Linked DNA regions of Danio rerio: region 1 is linked to region 2. The links are chromatin contacts, called in public Micro-C maps. All regions are on one chromosome and are shown on one strand. Each heading gives the region's core, a stretch centred on a gene start, on an enhancer-like site or on the middle of the called end of the contact. The rest is flanking DNA. Distances are from core to core; before and after follow the strand shown.

Region 1 (4,565 bases), core at 1,839-4,338, 61 kb after region 2:
AAAATTCTCATTTAAATGAGAAACACAAAACAAAACTACAAAAAACAAAAATAAAGGACTAAAAACCTGAAACAACATTAAAAATAGTATTTGATAAATTTGATTAAAAAAAGAATTCGAACTTAATTTTACATTCACAATGCACAATTTTAGCCGTGATTTTTGCATGCCAAAAGGTTTTGTGAAATCACAGACAAAAGGCTGAAATCTGAGGCAAATCAGACTGAAAAAAATGATAATAATAATAATAATAATTAAAATGAGAAACAAAACAAAACCATAAAAAAATTTAAAAACAAAACAAGAACCAAAAACTTTTAATAAGATTAAAATAGTATTTGTTAAATTTGATAAAAACAACAACAAAAATTTACATTTACACTGCACAACTTTAGCCCTGATTTTTAAAAAAGTTTTGTGAAATCTCAGACAAAAGCCTGAAATCTACAGCAAGTTGATGCTCGGTCAAGCAAGCGACAATCACACAGCATGAATTATCATAAACTCGATCAGAGAGAATCACCAAAGTGAATTCAATTTCAAGCTGTTTGAAATGAGTTATGACTAAAAAAACACATCAGCGATGACTAACAGCCAATGAGAGAGCAGGACACGGTTCAGCTGAGAGTTTAGAGAAGAGTTACAGAACACAATCTCAGAATAAATAAGCCTTACAATAACATTAAACAGAAACTAAGGAACATTTGTTTGATCAGCCTTAGCACATCGCAAACGTATTTATTGACCTCCAATTGTTTTATTTCTTTTTGCACAACACACATTGTTTGTTCTCTATCTCAACAAATACTTCCTCCTCTATGATCTTTTTTTCCCCCTTTTTGCTGTAAATCAGCGTTCATCCCACGGACATTATGAATGGCAGATTATTTAAAAAATGTCTTGCAGGCTATCATTTGCAATCTTTCATGTGAACTTAAATGATCTTATCACTTCTTGTGTGTGTTTATAAGACAGACAGTCATTAGCTATCTTCCATCCACCTATTTTTGGGCCTTTTGGATATGCACATAAAAAAACGGTTGATGGAAATGCCAACATGTGCATACATTTTTAAATAGCACATAAAAAACACATGCACGTAACTGAGTAGGATAAACTTTTTATGGGATAAAAAAATTAGCATGAACTACAATGAAAACACTTTACAGAACATATTCCAGTATACGCATTAAAAAAAGTAATGCGGTTTTGTTATAAGAAACCATGTAATGATAAAAAAAAAGTGTGTGAATGGAGAAACCAGCAGGCTGAGCACACTGTAAAACATCTGAAATGTTGTTTCGGTCATTCTAAAATGCCTTAACCATTACAGTGGTAGTGTTATTTAATTAATAAATACCTCCAGAATAGTAAAGAGCGTCTGTGCTCTGTGTCTCAACCCTTCAAATGCCATCACGTGTTCATTGCGTGTTCACAACGACTTCAGAGGCGCAAGTAGCCTAATTAAATAAAGAAAAGATTCACGCAGCTTCTCCTACCACAGCAAATTTAGTTTTTACTTTTGATATTTAGTGCCAGTTATTCAGGAAGTGATGATTTTGTTCTCTTTGACTCATTGGATGAAAACGTTGCTTTATCTGCACGTCTTTTGCGATATTCTAGTCTAGCCTGAATTCCACTGTAGATAGTCATGCAGTGTAAACTTTGCCTTAATAATAAAAAACATATGTATGTATGTCTTTCTTTTCTTTGTCATTCCTTTAAACCCTGTTTTAACACATTTTAATTAGTTTTTAATTATTTTGAATCATGTTTATTTTCTTGATTCTTTTATACTTGATTACATAAAGCACTTTGGATTACCATTGTGTATGAATTGTGTTATATAAATAAACTTGCCTTGCTATCGAAAAACATGCAGCATGAACACAATCAAAAAAATCTTGTGTTTTCCACAGAAGTCAGTTAGTCAAACTGGTTTGAACAATATTTGGGCAATTTTTTTTGTAAACTGGAATTAAATGTTAAGATAATGCACACAATAGGGCATATGCAGAAGTATGCGGAAGGACTTTTAATTTGTCTGTAACCTGGGTCAAGTGCTTCTGGTGCACTGTATGCAGTTACAAAATCAATGCGTTTAAGGTCTGTTTTCTTTTAAACATCAAGTATCTTTACTGCCTGATTGGTATACAACATAAAGTGGGTCTCAGAATGTATAAGAAACACTGCATTTAATGACATTTTTCCATGTCATGTCCTTAAAATACGACCATTTATTTTACCTCAGTATTTTCAATGGAGTTTCTGTGCTAGCCTGCTGATCCTGACGGGTGCATGCGTGTAAACAGCGTTTCATCTCGTTTTACTCTTGAAAAACTAAATGAACACTGAAGTCTATTTAACTGATTGTATTTTAATAACATTACAACATCAATTCTGCAAAAGGAGCCGTATGAAATTAAAAAAGTCACATTAACAATTCACCAGAAGTTTATCAGCATGAGAAGAAACACTAGCCTGCATATACCCTATTATAGGGTTATTTTGCAAGCCAAGTCCATTTAAAAATACATATTTCTGTATATTAATGAAAACTGTATTTCACAGAAGAGTCATGAGGGTAAAGGGAGAAAAAAAAACACAGCACTTTCATTTTTAGCTGCAAATGCAGATGATATGCTAAGATTACATTTAACATCATTACCCATGATGTGAAACTTTGCTTCTGTACAAAAGATCTAAACTGGATTCCCTAAAGTATTTGCAGTTTCACCTGTTAAACATGTTGAGGCACATTCAAGCCCTCAAGGGAAAATGCTTTGGAAAAAAAAAGTTACATAACAAAGACAGAGTGACATATTTGAATATACGCTCAGGTTTGATCAAGATTTTCCATCAACCACCTTTTTAATCCTCATTTAAGTCCTAATCAAGGTGTGTGTCATTCAAACTTACTGTACAGCAAGGTCTTTATGTGTATATATGCATAAGTAGGATTGCTAAGCATGTGTGTGTATGTGTGTGTGTGTGCAGAGAAGAAAAATGAGGTCAGTTGGATTTGCAGGATGGTTCTCTCTCTCTCCCGCCTGCGAGTCGACCACATGACAGGTGCTTGTTACATAACCCGGCGAGCTAAAAATACCACGGCTGAAAGATGTATGAGGACGGACTCACGGCTGAGAGACGAGCTGCGGTTTGGATCGACGAGCTGGAAATCTGCACAATCCGGTTCAGAGCCATTCTACAAACCCACGTCAAAGAGTCTGTTCTGCTCATTGATACAAACCTAAACACTGACACGCAAGGACTAAAAAATTGAATATAAAGCTGAAAATAACAAATTAAAGCGAGATGAGATTGAATTTTTTGTTAGTTGATGATTTAATGCATTGATCATGCAACATTCTTGATCATTGTCTTTGAATGAAGCACAAGATAAAGTTTGGAGAATCTGATAATCTGGCTTTAATTGGGTCAGATTGAGATGTAAAACAGTAAAACAAAATGAAATAAAATGATAAAATTAAAAACTGATGATCTAAAAAAAGATTTAATTAAATAAAATTTAAAAAGTTAACCAATGAACGAACAAGCAAGAATGCAAGTAAAAAAGTGAACAAACAAATAAAAAAATTAAAATATGTAATTAAAAATATGAATTAAACTAATTAAAAATGTAATAAAATAAAATTATTTAAATACTTAATTAAAAATGAATTTAAAAATAAAATGAAAAAAAAACAAACAAACAAAAAAACGAACGAACGAATGAGTGAGCAAGCGAGCGAGCTGAACACAATAAAACAAAATAAAAAAATTATGATCTAAAAAATAAATAAAATTAAATAAAAAAATAACGAATAAATGAGTGAGCAAAGGAACGAACGAAGAAACGAACGAACAAACAAGCAAGTGAGCTCAATATTCTGAACACAATAAAATAAAATAACAACTGATGATCTCAAAACATAAAAATAAAATAAATAAAAAGAAAAAGAAACAAATGAACGAACAAACGAATGAACGAACGAGCGAACAAAAACAACGAATTAAATTAAATTAAAAAATAAATAAAACTTTAAATATTAATTAAAAAAACAAAAACAAAACATAAACAAGCAAACGAAAGAACGAACAAACAAACAAGTGAGTGAGCGAGCGAGCTCAATATTCTGAACACAATAAAATAAAAAAATGATGATCTGAATTTTTTTTTTATTAAATTAAATTAAAAAAATAACGAATGAACGAATGAGTAAACAAGTGAGCTAGCGGATAAACGGACGAAAGAAAAACGAGCGAGCGAGCTCAATATTGTGAACAGAACTGGAATTAAAAGTAAAAACTGCAATTAAAAATTAAAAACTAAATAAAATACAGTGCAACCAATAATAAATAAAACTACTAAATATTTTTTTAAATCTCAAAAAACAATCAACTAACTAAATAAACAAACCACACCAAGCCTCAAAGTCATGAAAATGAGGTCAAAAGCGAATAAAGCATTACATAAACAATATGAGGTTTATTACAGTACTCCAAAAGAACATCAGTCTCTCAGGCTGCACAGAAATAGTTGTGTAATGTACAGTAACTGTTCC
Region 2 (4,612 bases), core at 185-2,684:
CACAACACTCCCTGAGGCCAGATCATTCTTTGTGTTGCGCAAGCATGTCTCAATTTCTTTATTTTGTAATGCACTCGAAAACAACTGAAAGGGGAGGGGAGGTGAAAAGTTCAGCGGGGCCACTTCCTGCAACATGGTCACACATTTGATGTGCCGACCTTTTGGTATTATCAAAAACTCACCGATTTGCAATCCATTCTGCAAGGAAATGATCTTCTGTTGTTGCTGTTCCAGCAGGTTGTTAAGAGCCTTCACATGCTTGAGTGTGAGTTCCAAGACAACAGCCTTCTCCAAGTGTCCCAGAGTCTAAAACAGGAAGAACCCAGATAAGCATGTTGATCTTTCTTATGTAACGCTCTCCGCAGCAGCTCAGAGAGGACAAACCTGCACTGAGCAGGAATGAAGACACTCCTCTCTGCTCACCAGTGCATGCACATGTGCGTGTTAGAAATATTCAAATTCTCCGAATGACAATCTAACACGCCTTGTTTAACATGCCAGATACAGAATGCCAAAGGTGAAGGTTTTATATAATAAAATATAAATCAAGCACATTGTAGGAGCGTGACTAATCCAAAAGCAGGACAAACATGATTTATTCATGATCAACAAGCAGGTGGCGCTTTACACTACAACATAGTGAGGAGGTGAGCCCATCCACTCCCATATTACTTACAGTGAGTTTAAGGTGTTCGGGCAGCAAATCCTTCAACTGCGCGATGCACTCGTTTATTCGGTCTCTTCTTTTCTTCTCGATCAATCGATGAGGCAGTTTGTACGTATCCTGGGGGTCAGCAGATAAAACTATATATTAACTTCGATGCATAAAAACAAGCAAAAAATAATAAAAGGCAAATTGCGCACTTGTTTAGAACATCAAAATACATTTAAATAAGAGAAAGGTCATAAGTAAAAGCGTGCGCATTCATATTTGTGCGTAATTACGCATTCGTACCTTACTGTCCTCACTGCGCTTCATTCCTCGTCTGGGTTTATACACATACATGGGAAAGTCCATTCTATAAAATAAAGTAAAATAGAGCCAATAAGAGAACTGCGTCGCGTTCACAGACACACACAAACACACACACTAAACAGCTTGAGGAGACTGACTTACCCTTGCATGTCAGAGATATCCAGCGAGGGGTGTTTGGACATACACGGAGGAGGCTGAGCACTGGTAATCCTCTCCATTTCACCCTAGTGTCTTACTGGTGTAAGAATAGGGTAAATCAAAAATAATAATAACAAAAAGTAGATACAAAAATAAAAAACAATCCGTTATTCTCTTATCAAAGTCCACATGTGTTTTCCTCGAATGAAGTAGTTCTTTCCAGATTCAAGCCTCAGCAGTAGGACGCAGAAGTGATGTTGTTGTGAGGTGGAGATGCAGGAGGCGTTTGTCGGCTCCGGTGCTGGTTAAATGAGTGTATGTGGGTGGATTTGAAGTACGTGTTAAATAAACCCTGTGACTGCAGACACGTCTCGAGCTCCAGTCACATGAGCCTCACGTGTGTGACGGCGCTTTCAGAGCTCAACCCATTTACAGCAGACCGCCGCCCTCCCGTGTCCCGTGTACCACCATGCTGCTCGCTCGCTCTATCTCTCTCTCTTTCCCCCCGCCTCTCTCTCGCTCTCTCTGCGCGCAGAACAACAGCTCTTCTCTCGGAGGCTTGTTAGTCCACTGTGTAATGAGCGCCTTATCCTGGATTGACTTTAAAACGATGATATATATACAAATGTTGACATGGCTCCGAGTATTGTATGAAGAATAATTATACTTAAAAACATTTATTGCAAATGATTTTCATAATTATTCTTGACTGAATTACAAACATAATCAGATCATTAAAATGTGTTTGGATTTTTATCTGTTCTGTACTGTCTGTGGATATATTTCTTTGCAAAATTAGCAGTACATATTATAAATTATTATAGTCTTAATATAAGAATGCGCATAGACTCGTTTTGAGTTATATAACACATGAAACTCATTTTACAAACACACACATTGTTCATGTGATCAATTTTACTTATTTAATTCCAATATATTTTTGAAATATATTAAACTACGTGCCTATATTAATAATAGTGTTAATGTAAAGTAATATTTATCAGCTATATTATGCTAATAAACAACTACATTAAACAATACAAATATATTAAATAATTTGTGTTTAACAACTAAATATAATACAAATATTTTAAATAATAAATATAATCATGCAGTGCTCATACATATTATTAATATGATCAGCTGTAATTATTGAATTTTATATATTGCTTAAATATAAAGTATAAGTATAAATTATATTTATTATTTTATTTATTAATTTTTGTTTAAATAATCTGCATAAAAATGCATTAATCTTGGATATTTATTTTTAAAAAAGCATTAAACATATTTCAAATTTTAGTTTATTTACCAAATCGCTCGGTGTGTTTGCATTAAGGATTATTTTGTTATTCTTTCACAAACACACAACACACGGCTCCAAATGTGTGCGTGCAGCCTGCCGAAGCTTCTAGACAGAAGCGGATGTGAAATGAATAATGTCCAGAACACCTGTTGCGCTCCATCAATATAATGCAAGTATTCATTAACAAATTCCCCTGACATGATGCTGGCACATGAACGTGCACGGCACCGTTGTCATGGTTACACAATAGTAGCAGATGCGCGCGGGAGCTAACGCGCCGTTATTTCACACCGGGAGCATTTGGCGCGCAACGTGCAGGCGCTCGTGTCTCTCTCGTGCTGCGGCTCAGTTTGTTGTTGCCGGTTGTACTCAGCGGCGGTCACGTTGAACTCCTCATGGCGGCGCAGGGAAAGGGCGGAGGCGGAGGACCGACTGAATCCCCGAGACTGACGTCACAGGTTTATTTTAGTGCCGAGCTGCTCGAGCTCGACCAGACGAGCGCGCGCTGGTGATAAAGGTGCCAATGGCGGCAACACTGTTTGACTGTAAACAACGCGCGGAGCATGACTGACAGAAGTCAAAACTATGAAGTGCTGTTTAAATAACTGAGGTGTCAACCTATAGTCATTTATTGTTGGATACATGTCCAATAATGTAAAAATAATTAATCCAGTGTGTGTGTGTGTGTGTGTGTGTGTGTGTGTGTGTGTGTGTGTGAGAGATATGTATAAAATTAACTTATAGACCACATGGACAGCCTATTCAGTTTCTCTGGATTTATTGCTTATGTATTTTCGTTTTATAGCCTATTTTATTCCTAAAAAAGTTTATTGAAATATATTTTACATTTTAATACCCTGTATATTTTAGACTATTATATAAATACATCCTCTGGTTTAATATATTTTAAACAGGCTGCAAAATATAATTTTTATTTTTAACGCTTGCTTTTTATTTATTTATTTTCTTTATTGTGTTGTCTGAAAACATGTCACGTCTTTGTTATTTTGACCAAATCAATATTTCAGATTTAATAATAATTTTAGTTTTGTCCTGCAATCCACTGATGAAATCCACATTTTAAATGATAATGTTATCATTTAACAAGACAATTGTTTTCACACAACAGTTTGTAGACAACAAATCTGTTTTATTTATTAAAATGTAGCTATAAAACAAGTTTCTTCATTTTGGTGGATGCTTCAAACACTGCAGGTTATAAAAAATAATCACCATGTCAAAAAGTAACACGGTGATGCATGCAATATATTATCATTAGCACTAAATTAGTAAACTGTTAGACCTCACCAGCCTATTTAACAGCAGAATACTGGCAACACTACTGCCAGTTATCTAACAATGTAGACAACAAACTACACAGTTCAAGATGACAACAGTATAACTTAATACACAGCCTTTTTAAGAAACCCTCAAAAACATTTAAACATATTTTACTTACACATTGTACATTCTTATTTAAGGCCTAAAACATCAGACTCTGCATCTGAATTAATAGACAAAGAATGGAGCACACTCAGAAGTAAACAAATCAAGCACTTGGCTTCCTTTAAAGGGCCAACATTTTCTGAAAACATTTTGGAACAATTTTGGATTTACAATTAGACAGACATCCTGTGCATGTGTGCGCTAAAGCCTAAATCATTGTTTTCTGCCTTAATATAAATGCACTTCTCTGTAAAAAGCAACATAAAGCATCAGAGGAGATGGGGCAGTTATGGTTTAACAGTATTTTACTATTTATTGTCACAGTTACTACCTGTAATGAGTACATAAAGTAAATTACTGTAATTTATTCTTCGCACTACACAATTTCATACAAATCCCAATACTTTTACAGTAAAATACACTTTCCTTTTATTACAGCAAAACACTGGCTATTTTACAGTTATTCACCTCATAATCTACAGTAAGGGTTAACAGTTTAATAAACATCTGTTTATGCTTTTAAAAATATTATAACTTTATTAAACTTTAATAAACATCTGTTTATGCTTTTAAAAATATTATAACTTTATTAAACTTTAATAAACATCTGTTTATGCTTTTAAAAATATTATAACTTTATTAAACTTTAATAAACATCTGTTTATGCTTTTAAAAATATTATAACTTTAATAAATAAGTAGCCTGAATGAATATATCAATAAATATTTATTCATTTGAATCCACGT

What was found. A called contact is a pair of places that touch in the nucleus more often than the background predicts.
Region 1: a contact with region 2 is called in a Micro-C map of caudal fin, with 3 times the contacts expected there. The contact joins the enhancer-like site here to the promoter of bhlhe40 in region 2. A contact is called at or near these places in 2 of 18 Hi-C or Micro-C datasets (caudal fin and an unstated tissue) and 1 of 4 datasets of contacts at active chromatin or transcription factors (caudal fin).

The regions. Positions count from the first base shown.
Region 1 is chr11:38,206,118-38,210,682 of GRCz12tu, forward strand. All of the region lies in intron 49 of itpr1b (inositol 1,4,5-trisphosphate receptor, type 1b), which reads right to left. Among named protein-coding and RNA genes, the nearest start is that of bhlhe40, 60 kb to the left of the region's middle. Within about 2 kb of position 3,089, at least 27 of the 62 cell types and tissues checked have an H3K27ac peak or open chromatin away from gene starts, as enhancers often do. A contact at or near this core is called in caudal fin, where this site is marked.
Region 2 is chr11:38,147,000-38,151,611 of GRCz12tu, forward strand. It overlaps bhlhe40 (basic helix-loop-helix family, member e40), which reads right to left and starts at 1,435. Exons shown (of 5, transcript NM_212679.2): 1 at 1,118-1,435; 2 at 956-1,019; 3 at 677-784; 4 at 183-306. The coding sequence starts at 1,194.